Linked DNA regions of Rattus norvegicus: region 1 is linked to region 2. A link is a contact called in public Hi-C data. All regions are on one chromosome and are shown on one strand. Each heading gives the region's core, a stretch centred on a gene start, on an enhancer-like site or on the middle of the called end of the contact. The rest is flanking DNA. Distances are from core to core; before and after follow the strand shown.

Region 1 (5,846 bases), core at 1,842-4,341, 49 kb before region 2:
GATGGGCTGGCTCACTCTAGACTTTGGACTTCCATTTGCAAATTCCATTCTGAACAGTGCTCTGCACAGAGAGGACAAACAGGGTCCCAGGGTGAACTAGCCAAACAGCAGTACTCAGGGAAGATTCAGGAAGTCTGTCAAGGCTCTCCTTGCCCGTGGCATGTACAGGATGACCAGCCATTTGTCATCTGAAGAGTGGGAAGATGTATTTCTGAAGAAAGGAATGGGGTAGGGGTCATGCCTTTGCTTCCTTGGCTCTGTGACCTGTTCTGACCCTGGTTAATCGGGTGTCAGAACACTAACCAGTGAGGAGTTCCGTCCTGGGTCTGGCCACGAACAGCAGTCAGCTCTCTGCCCCATTCTCCCCCATCCAGCATTCTCTGCTATTCAGACCCCTTGTCCTTGTCCACACTGGCTTCCCTGTTCTGTTCTTTCCAGAAGGAATAATTATTCAGTGTTCTGTTGACTACAATTCTTTACGAGTCTTTCCTTTAGATTTTTTTCTGGATGATTTTACTGATCTGTATTCACCTGTATGTAGGTACTGTGTGCTCCCCGCCTCCATGAGTTCTGGGGACCCACAGCCATGTTGATTTAACTGAGCTACGTCTACAACAGCTGACTTTTTGTTCTTTAAAAACAGTGTCGTACAAATTAAGCCCAGGCTGGCCTCAAAGTTGCTATGTATCCTAGGTCAGTTTCGAACCTCAACCCTCCTGCCCCTGCCTTTTAAGTGCTGGGGTACAGGACTGCACCACCACATGGTGCTCTGGAGACTGCACAGGTGGGCGGGGTCATCAACATCACATGACCCTTGCCCGGACTTTTTCAACATTTACATTTCCTTCCCTGACAATTATGTAGGGAAGCTCCTCTCTCACAACTGTACTCAACCGAGTATTACTGAGGAGAGGATTTTGTCCAGTGCTGCCCACGGCACGTGAAGACAGAGGTCGTCTCATTATTAGCTCATGTGTCCAGCACTGGCTCTTAGACAGACATGCTGGGCTGGTGCAGGGCAGATATGGCCTCTCACACAGGTGCCTCAGAACCTGCCACAGGCAGCAGGTGTTTACAAAGCAGAGACAGGAGTGGGAGGGGGACGCAGAGCTACTGACAGTAAAACCCAGACAGGGGAGGTACGGGTCACCTCAGTGTCACTAGTACTCCTTACTGGCTGGCTGAACTCCTTCCCAAGCCCCAGCCTGCCCCGTATGCTCTCACCGGCCAGTCCTCCCTAAACACTCTCCTAGCTGTGGCTCTCCATTCCCAGCTTCTGCACTCAAAGGCAGCTCTTCAGTGTGGTCAGTGTCTGAGGCTGACTCCGAATGCTGTGTAACTGCATGAGGCTCACATCACCAGAACAAGTGGGAGCCACTGGCTCTGCCCAGTGACTCAAACACGACTCAGCCAAGTCACAGCTTTTCGTTTTTGCTTCCTTATCTTACAGGAGTGAATGAAACAAAACAAAGCAGGCCCAGTGCACCCTTTTACGCTCCTCAGAATAGAAACACAAAGGCAGTTCTAGCTCCAGGGTCCTTCGTCCATCTACGCAGCGATGCAGGGTCCTGATTCTGATTCTGTCAGGGGAGGCGACTCATGTGTTGCTTTGTGCCTGCAGCTCCCAGTGCCTGTCTAGCTGGGCAGAAGGCCCTTCTACTGGGAAGTGGTGGGAGGGGACCTAGGCATGCACAGTGGGGGCTTGGCTCCTCCACTTATTTCTCAAGGGGGAATGAGTGGAAGGAGGGGCTTTCCTAGCTTCCTCAAAGTTGTTGGCCCCAGAAAGTGACCAACAGCTTTAAAAAAAAAAAAATGGCTAAAGTCAACCAGTGTCCCTTCCCTTCTTACAGCCTCTGTGGAGAAGGCACAGGCCCCAAGTGGCCCCCGTGCTCTCCACTGGATTGACCAAGGTTCCTGGAGGAGCTCTGAGCCATCTGCAGATTGTCATGAGGGGAGGAAGCTACTCTGTGTGGTCTGAGGGTAGGGAGAGGAGCCTCATGGAAAGACCCCATGCAGGAGGTGCCCCTCTGGGGAAGTAAAGAGCAGGTAACTTTCAGACAAGGCACATATCACCCTTCTGAGGTAAGGTCAGACTAGCGCACGGTAAGTGTCAGATATCAGATGCTCATAATGTGAGAAGGGTTCCTCAGCATGTGGGCAACCTTAGGGAGAAGTCAGGGCACAGGAGCAGATACACAAACTTCCCATTAATCTCTTGGAATTGACTGGAATCTCAACTCTCAGTTTTATTAGCCTACAACTGCCCACAGGAGCTCCCATGATCTGAAGTCCACACCCAGATAAAAATAGTTTAGAATAAAACACACGCATGCATGCAAGCAGGCACATGCATGTACACACGCATACCTCAGAGGTCACACACAGAGCACACGGGCACACAAACATTCCAAAGTCAGAGTGCAGAGTGACGGAAGGCAAGAGGCAGAGGCCCCATAGGGTAGTAATTACAATCAAAGCATCAACTCACAGACTCTGAGGAGATTTTCTTCAGAAGCTCAGCCCCTGGGGTTCCAACGAGTCTTAAAATGAGCTTCAACTGATCAATATCTAATGGTGGACTATAAAGGAAAATGTCGGGACGAAATAAAAGTGAAAACAAAGCAATAATGAGCAAAAATAAAACACAAACAAACAAACAAACAAACCGCCCAATAATGAAAACGAAAACCCCGAACAAGGCCGACATGGTGAAAGAATCTGGGTGGAGGACGGCTTCCTTCTGCGGGGTGGCCACTTTCAGCACGACTTGCTCCTCCTGTGGAAAGGTTTAAAACCACCACACACGCACATCTGTCAACATCATGCAGCAGAAGTAAAGCCACTGTGGTTGGGTCTTAGACAAGAGACCATGCCACTCAGCGCATGGCCCAGCCTCCACCTCCCTCACCTTCCAAGGCCCTAGGAGCCAGCAGGCAGAGAAGGCTGGCAGGCAGAGTCGAGCACACAGCTGTGCGGTCTATTTGTGACGATTCCCCTAAGGCTTGACCTAATGAGCTGTAATCTGACAGCTGGGAGGCCGGCTCTCATCCCAGAGCCTGTTCACTGAGTGTGCCCTCTAGAGACCTTCCCCTTCCCCCTCTAGGAAGCAGAGACAGCCAGCAGAGGGTGCTACCCTACCATGGAGGACACCAGGCCTCAAGCCTAACCATGAAAGTAACCAAAATCTAACAGACTTCACATGCTATAAAGGCTTTTAGGCATAAAGGCAAAGGGCCTGGAATCTTCATTCTACTCAGAAGCAATGAGCACGTGTCTCCTGGAAGATCACAGAGTCCATTTTCTCTCTCTGCCTTCAGTCAGAGAGTAGAAAATTAAAGAGGCTTCTGGTATCTTCTGTGACCATGTGAACCTGCCTGGCTCTGCAGGATCACACCCTCCTTTCATGTGTCAACCTAGAGCCCCACCAGCCTCCCCAACACCACACATAAGGACATCGTTATGCTCTCTGAGCACTGTTTGATGATGCCATAGCTTGCATTCTGGAACCGGTCTGTGCTTGCCTTGCCCCTTGCACAATTCATAGCAGACAAGGCCAGCACGCACTTGGTATTGACCCCCAGTCACCTCCTTGGTAATTAACTTGCTGTTAATTCTGCAGGCTGTGCAGCCCAGGCTGGCTTTGAACTCAGAATGGTTGTGCTTCATCTTCCCAGGTGCTGGGAAGACAGAGGTACGCCATCATGCTGAACCCCACTCCTCCTTTTAGATTATCTAGTACATAAAAGGCCCACAACATCTAAAGAACGGAGAGAGATGAAGACAGCCTTGATTTAGCCCGCACACAGAGGCAAAACCAGTATAGCCAGTAATGCAAACGGCTCCTGCAAGCCACAGCTGCCCGGTCACGGGGACTGCTTACAAGGTAAGATGGCATCCTGCCTCTAAACAGGTTTTTTTTTTTTTTTTCTTTCTTTCTGCTCAAACAGAAATTCTAGAAAGGTGACAGCAAGGTACAGCCTGCTGTCTGTTTTATATATAGAGTTTTCCTGGAATACATCAGGGCTGTTGTGTGTTCGTGAATTTACAAACTGGTTACAGCAGCTTTCAGTCCTAGGCTCACAAGGCCTGCTAATCTGGCCCCTTAAGAAAAGATGAGCTAGTGCCCGGTAACTGCATCCTACGGAGAAGCGAGCGAATGCACTCGCATAAGATATTCCTGAAGTGAGATAGTTAAAAAAAAAAAAAAAAAAAAAAAAAAAAGCTGCTAAACATGAGACGGTTTCTGCAGGTGCGCAGTGGGTGGACTGAGATGGGCACGTTCTCACTCAGGCCACCACACCGGCAACATGCTGACGGTGACAGCCAAGCATCTTCCTTGCAGACAGGAAGAAGTTACTCCGTTACACAAGTCTAGCTCCACTCACATTTCTACTCCCCAGGAATATCTGATTTTATTAGCTACTTCAAGAGGATGTATGCTAACAACAGAAAAAGTGACTCTTCCAACCCCCCAAGAGGTGATTTTACCACGTATGACTCAAAAGGCTTATTAACCAGCTGGATTTACTGACTTTTAGAGGCAAGTCTGACATTCCCTTTGGGGAAGGTGCAGTCTGGGTTGTTTCCTAACGGACTGAGCTTCACCTCCAAGCTGCCTGAACCGCACGAATCCTTCCTATCTGATCACGGAGCTCCTGACTCCATCAACAGGCAGGGCTCATCCAATCCGCTCTCCCTGCCTGCAGATGTGAGCCATCTATTAAATCACAGCCAGCTCCTCAGCCTCACATCCATCCCCTTCTGCCACCTGTCACTCAACTTCTGTCTGCCTGCCTCAAACTACCATTCTCGGGTAGGCTCAAGGCTTCAACTTGAAGCAAACATCCCAGGCTCTTCTTAGTCTCTTTCTTCCTGTATGGAGCCTTTCCTTTTCCCATTGCCCTTCCAAGGGTGGGTCTCACAAGAAGTCTTTCTGGACATGCTTTTTGAATTGGCCTCAAACTCACTATGTAGCTGAGGTGCCCTGGAACTCCTGAATCGCGCCCGTCTCCTCCCAGGTCCCGGGCTTCCAGACATGTTTATTGCAATGTAATTACCTGGAGTTTCAATCCACGTTTGACTTTTCTAGGCACTAACTTATTTATAACTCTTTCGCCTCACTCCACCTTGCTCCTGCCCCAGAGGAAGACTTCCATCCCAGTTGCCCCTATCACTCCTGTTGGTTCAGTCTGACTGCTCTGTTTGAGGGCAGGCAGCCTCTCTCCAGTCTTGCCCAGTGTAGCCAGCCTGGCAAACACTGAGTGACCAAACACTTGACTCACTGTTCCAAACCATCCTCAAGGGCTGGAGAGATGGCTCAGCGGTTAAGAGCACAGACTGTTCTTCCAGAGGTCCTGAGTTCAATTCCCAGCACCCACATGGTGGCTCATGACCATCTGTAATGAGATCTGATGCCTCTTCTGGTGCGTCTGAGGACAGCTACAATGTACTCAGTGTATTCATATAAATAAAATAAATAAACCAAACCATCCTCAAAACCCAGAAAAACATTCTGTGCAAAGCCTACACACACACACACACACACACACACACACACACACACACACACACACACACACGTAAGGAGGATCAGTGAGCAGTGCCCACTCGGAGGGCTGTGGATGGAGCTGCCGGACACAGCCTGGGAGCTGGAAGACAGTAAACACTATGAGAAAGTGTCCTCCTTAGGAGCTAGGGCAAAGCTGCCACCCAGCTATGTGACAGTGCCCGGCAAAACTCACCATAGCCTGCCATCTATCTCCACAGTAGGCTCACAACTGGTATATACAGCCCTTCTTTCCCACACGGAGAGTAAGTTTAATCATTAGTTTAGAATGTGTTTCAAC
Region 2 (5,728 bases), core at 2,830-5,329:
CGCCTGTTTCCCTTTTCAGGCAGTGAATAAAGTTCCTTAAAACTTGGAGAACTTAGCTTAGTTCCCTTTACACTTTTAAAAAGAAAGATATTTGTCAAACCATACCAATTCTCACATTTCCAGACTGATTGACTTATTCATCTCTGATTTACAGTTGGTAACACTACAGTTTATCTCTTGTTGTTTCTTTTTACCGTTGTTCACTAAATACTACAAATAAAAATAACAATAATCGGGGTTGGGGATTTGGCTCAGCGGTAGAGTGCTTGCCTAGCAACCACAAGGCCCTGGGTTCGGTCCCCAGCTCCGAAAAAAAGAAAAGAAAAAAAAAAAAAAAAAAAACCAATAATCTTAAAAAAGAAAGTTACAAATCACTGTATATCATGTCCCATTCAGGGATTCCTTTCTTGAAGAGACCTCAGGTCCCTCACAACTTATTACAGTCGGCAGTAGGACAGCCTTCTCTCTCCTCAAGACTTCAGTCTAAATCCCCCTCTATTATCTCCATTCAAGTGGACTTCATTATTCTCCAACATCTCAGAGGATGAAGAAGAAAGGGAACACAGGCCTCAAAGTGGATTAAAAAAGAAATCCAAGAAGCCAGGTATAGTCTTGCATACCTTTAACTGCAGCACTCTGGGAGACAGAGGCCAGCTGATCTGCGTTGGAGGCCAGCCTGGTCTACAATGTGAATTATAGGACAGCCCATCTCAAAAACAACAGCCAACAAACAAACAAACAAACCAAAAGGTGCTTTTCAGATGCATCTAAAAAGCTGCTAATTGAAAACAATTTCAAGTAACCCGAGAGCGGTAACGCCTATACATCTGACTGGAGGTGACATTTGCTCAGTCACAGACAGTTTCAGTTATCTTTCCCTCATGGATAGGCTACATAAATCTCTAAGGTAGAATGTCTGGGGCTGGAGAGATGGCTCAGTGGGCTGGAGAGATGGCTCAGTGGTTGAGAGCACTGACTGCTCTTCCAGAGGTCCTGAGTTCAATTCCCAGTGACCACATGGTGGCTCACAACCATCTGTAAGGGAATCCAATACCATCTTCTGGTCTGTCTGAAGACAGTGTACTCATATGTAACACATACACAAATCTTTAAAAAAAAAAATCCCTGGGGGCTGGAGAGATGGCTCAGTGGTTGAGAGCACTGTCTGCTCTTCCAGAGGTACTGAGTTCAATTCCCAGCAACCACATGGTGGCTCACAACCATCTATAATCAGGTCTGGTGCCCTCTTCTGGCCTGCAGGTGCATACATGCAGGCAGAAAGCTGTATGATGTATACATAATAAATAAATAAATGTTAAAAATTTAAAAAAAAAATGTCTGTGTCTCTGGAAGACAGGCAAGGAACTGACAGACTAGAAGGCAGGGCTGAAAGCAGGGTTTTTTCTTTTTTGTTTTGTTTTTTTTTGCTGCAGACCTCTTTGACCCTTATTTCAAGCGACCTGCTTTGTGCTGTGCACTGCTGCAGTGTAAGGCCAGGACTGTGCCATGGTTACATCACTAGGCCAGCACTACCTATGTTCAAGAAACTGTTTGGTAAGGGCTGGGGATTTAGCTCAGTGGTAGAGCGCTTACCTAGGAAGCGCAAGGCCCTGGGTTCGGTCCCCAGCTCCGAAAAAAAGAACCAAAAAAAAAAAAAAGAAACTGTTTGGTAGAAGTCTATCTCATTGGGAGGCTGTGCTCAATCCCATTGCAAGAAAGTAACAGCACTAGAGGAAGTGGTGTTGGTTTCACTGTGGCAAGTCACTGTAAAGCTGGCTCTTCTGCCAGGGCAGCAGTGGCCCTAGGAAACCCTGCAAGTTCCCTCTCCCAGAAGCCCTGAGTTCTGCTCCATCCTTCCCAAGCATCCAAATGGGGACAAAAGCCTGATGCTGTAACAGTGAGCAATGAAGACTGGAGATACTGAGGGAGCTGGTGAGTACTAGAGAAACAAACCAATCACAAACACGGGATGTAAATTATTGACATCCCCTTTAAAATGCAAACTGCCAGTCTGTAAACTTGGGGGAAAGAGGTCAGGGCTGGTGCTATCAGCAGCACAGCCTAGGCAGCTCCAACGAGCAAACGCAATATGATCTGTTGCCGGACATGGTTGCACAATCGCAATTACCAGGAAGATTCTACCAAACAGGAAATTCACGATGTGACTTTAAGTAACACAGGATTCATACTTAAAGATTAACACATCCAGAAGCCTAGAATTTGTTCCAAAGGGGGGGAAAAAAAACATTTCACAGGCTCTTTCAGGGAAACGTGAATATAAATCACTAAAACGCAGAAGAGTCTAGTCTGTTGAGTCTGGTCTTTACTTTCAGATAGGGAGGTCTAAACTGACACTGAGTCCCAATAAATGAGACTATATGAATCCTTGAAAGTCCCTGACATTTCTGGAGTGGACCTTTGACTGTATAAATTTAATCTGAAACCTGCTCCCAGGGCCTTGTGTGGTAGCAAATGCCTTTATTCTCAGCGCTGGCAGGAGACAAAATTTGTTGAGTTCCAGGCCAGGCTTTGGTCTAGCCACTGAGGCTCAGGCCAGACAGGGCCATCCATAGTGAGACTCTGTCTCAAACGAACTCAAACAAAAAGCCGAAGTGTTAATGAAAGCTGAAAGGCATCGTTTTCTGCGGCCAGGTTCTCCCGAAAAACCCCCATGTGCCTCGGTGCTTACAAGCTTAAAGCCCCCTGCAAATCTTCTAAGGGGCTTAAAGAAAGAAAAGCATCCCAATTAAAAACCATTTACAACTCCAGCACTCGGTCCCACCTTTTTGATCTTTGAGGGGCGCCCAACAGATCAGAACCACTCTGGCTCCGTATGGAAAACTGGTTTTGTCAAACAATACTGAACTGAGCAGCGCTGTGTGACTAAGCTGAGAGCTGGAGCGTCCTTGCAGGCACTGCCACCCTCCCTCCCCGAAAAGGAAATACGCTTTCAACCGAATCGGAAACACACCACGGCAAGCTGGCACCCCGCGGTCCCCGAGATAAAGTCGGTATTATTTTAAGCCCTTCGGGGTGCTGCTAATTCAGGTGCGAATCCCAAAAGAACGTTTCCCGATTCTGGGTTTTTCGACCGAAGCTTGCAAAAATGGTTAAATGGGAGGGAAAAACTGAGAAAGAGAAAAAAAAATTCCGGGAAAGGGAGCGCTTTTTCTTGCAAGTTTCGTTCAGGTGACCGCAGTCCCCGGGTCAGGCTTTGACCTACTGCTCCTCGCCGGAGCTGCGCCCAGCTCGCCCGCTCCCCGGGGCAGGGCTCCTGCGTGCCAAGTGGCGGTACCCGGAGGCAGGGTCCAGAGGCCGCACGGCTGCAGAGGGACCCCCGGGAGGAACGATCTTGCGAGCATGGAGAGCACAGGGTGGAGCCCCATCACACCGCGCCCACGGCTGACCCGATCCCGCACACGGTTCCCCACCCACCTGAGTGTGCAGGGCGAGGGGTGCAGGACACGTCCCGCTCCAACTGCCCCCTGCACCCCCAAGACACGCCCGCAGGAGAATTCCTGCCGCTGGGCGCATCGCTGAGCTGTGGGGACAGGCCTGGCGCTCAGGCATGCAGGGCCACCCTGCTTGCTCCACCACGTTCCCTCCCACCCCCGCCCCCAACCCCAAGCCCGGCGACACTCACCACACCGAGCCGTAGGCTCCCGAGCCCACCGGGGACAGGTTCTGGTATCGCTCGGGCACCTCCCAGACGGTCTTGTTCAGCTCCTGCCGGTAGAACGTGGGCCTCTCCTGCGACATCTTCCAGCGGCGGCAGCGCGGCGACGAGGTGGCCGAGCGAGGGCCCCTGCCTGCAGCCGCACGCTCTCCTCTGCGCCCTCTCGCTCGCCCGCGGCAGACCCGACCCCGCGCCCGCGCAGGTGTGGAGGCTGCGACCCACGGCTCCTGTCAGCCGCGGCGGCACCTACGAGCCTCGGCAACGAGCGGGAGCCGGCTGCACGGTTCGACGCAGCTCCCGCCGCGGTCCCCTTGCAGCCGCTCCCTGGGGAGCGCACGCCGACGCTGCGCGACAGCCGCTCGCGCTCTAGCGCCCGCTCGGGCTCCAGTGGCCGCGATCTCCCCCCTCTCCCCGCAGGCAGCGGCCGGGGAGGCTCTAGCAGGACTCTCGCGAGAACAGCTCCGCGAGCCGAGATCTTACCCAATATGGAACCTGCCCGTGGGGCGGGGGTGCTCGAGAAGAGCGCGCGGGACGGGAAGATCTCGCGAGAAGAGAGACACGGCTCCGGGAGCTGAGGCAGGAACTCTAGGGGAGACTCTGCTCCCGGGGGGCGCCGAGGGTGGGGGCGGACCGCAGCGTAGGCCGCGCGCGCCTCTCTGTGGTCGGACCGGCGAATGCCCGGCGCCGTGGCGGAAAACCACTGGGACGGCGTCGGGGGGGGGAAAGAGAGCCAAGCGGTCTTTGAGCTCCGAGCCACCTGCTCACCGGAGCCGGCGATTTCCAAGAAAGATTTGCAAGAGCAGACTGGCCCTGTCCAGAAAGCTGTTGCGTTCCCATCCGCTCAAGGACGCGTGGCTTATCTCGGGACGCTGATGAAACCTGTCCCCCTCCCCACCCAGGCAAACATTAACCCGGTCTCAAAGCCCAGGCTCTCCCTCCCGCCGGACGCTCCTAGCAGCTTCTAAATGTCCTCACCAGAAGAACCACCGTGGAAGGTGTAGGAGGAGGTTCCAGGGACCCACTAGGGAGTCCGATGCACAAGGTCAGAGGTGGACGTCAGGAATGGCCACTTTGAGGCTGAGACCTGCGTTTGCAAGGCCCTGGGTTCGATACCCATGACTGGAAGGGAAACACACTCTCTCTCTCTCTCTCTCTCTCTCTCTCTCTCTGCAGGTAGGTCATTCCATTTCAGGAAAGTTTCTCATTTATTTTACTTATTTAGATGTACACATCCTGTAATGCCAGCGTTTGGAAAGACCAGGAGACCCGTCTCATGTATTTGATTTTATTTATTTACTGAATTATTTAGATTTATACAGCCTGTGATTCTAGCATCTGGAAAGACCAAGAGACCCTTCTCATATATTTGATGTATTTATTTAGATTTACGTAGCCTGTAATTCCAGCGTTTGGAAAGACCAGGAGACCAGCCTCTGCTATATAGTGAGTAGTTAAGAGACCTGCCTGGGCTGTTATGAGACCATATCTGGAACACCCCAAAGCCCATGACTCCGGTTCGAGACCGACTCCTGCCAATTTAGAACCATCCAAAATTTAGAAATTTAAAGGAAAAATTGGGAGAATTTTAAGAACTTAAATTGAGGGAGCTGGAGAGATGGCTCGGTGGTTAAGAGCACTGACTGCTCTTCCAGAGGTCCTGAGTTCAATTCCCAACAACCACATGGTGGCTCACAACCATCTGTAATGAGATCTGATGCCCTCTTCTGGTGTGCCTGAAGACGGCTAAATAAATCTTTAAAAAAAAAAAAAAAAAGAAGAAAAAAAAAAAAGAACTTAAATTGAGAGGATTTTAAAGACATAATTCATGAGAAATTTAAAGAATCCACGCCTTTGGAAGTTTGGGGAAACGACGAGGGCTTCGGACATTTATTAAGACAAGTCTGTTGAGCTTCCTTAGGCCCCGGTTCTAGTCTCCACGAGGGAAACCCAGCCCTCCATTCCCACCTAGTGGAATCTTCCGTAGAAGCCGAGAAAAAGATAATAAAAGTGAACGGGGAAAGTTAGACCCGTAAGAACTCACATCCACCCACC

What was found. Hi-C and Micro-C count contacts between places; a contact is called where the count stands out from the background.
Region 1: a contact with region 2 is called in a Hi-C map of Schwann cells, with 4 times the contacts expected there. The contact joins the enhancer-like site here to the promoter of Mapk14 in region 2. A contact is called at or near these places in 6 of 12 Hi-C or Micro-C datasets (the Rat2 cell line, Schwann cells, kidney and 3 more) and 1 of 1 datasets of contacts at active chromatin or transcription factors (oligodendrocytes).

The regions. Positions count from the first base shown.
Region 1 is chr20:6,797,621-6,803,466 of GRCr8, reverse strand. All of the region lies in intron 8 of Mapk14 (mitogen activated protein kinase 14), which reads right to left. Among named protein-coding and RNA genes, the nearest start is that of Mapk13, 36 kb to the left of the region's middle. Within about 2 kb of position 3,091, at least 16 of the 93 cell types and tissues checked have an H3K27ac peak or open chromatin away from gene starts, as enhancers often do. A contact at or near this core is called in Schwann cells, where this site is marked.
Region 2 is chr20:6,749,710-6,755,437 of GRCr8, reverse strand. It overlaps Mapk14 (mitogen activated protein kinase 14), which reads right to left and starts at 4,079. Exons shown (of 12, transcript NM_031020.3): 1 at 3,644-4,079. The coding sequence starts at 3,759. It overlaps Slc26a8 (solute carrier family 26 member 8), which reads left to right and starts at 4,254. Exons shown (of 20, transcript NM_001107614.3): 1 at 4,254-5,728.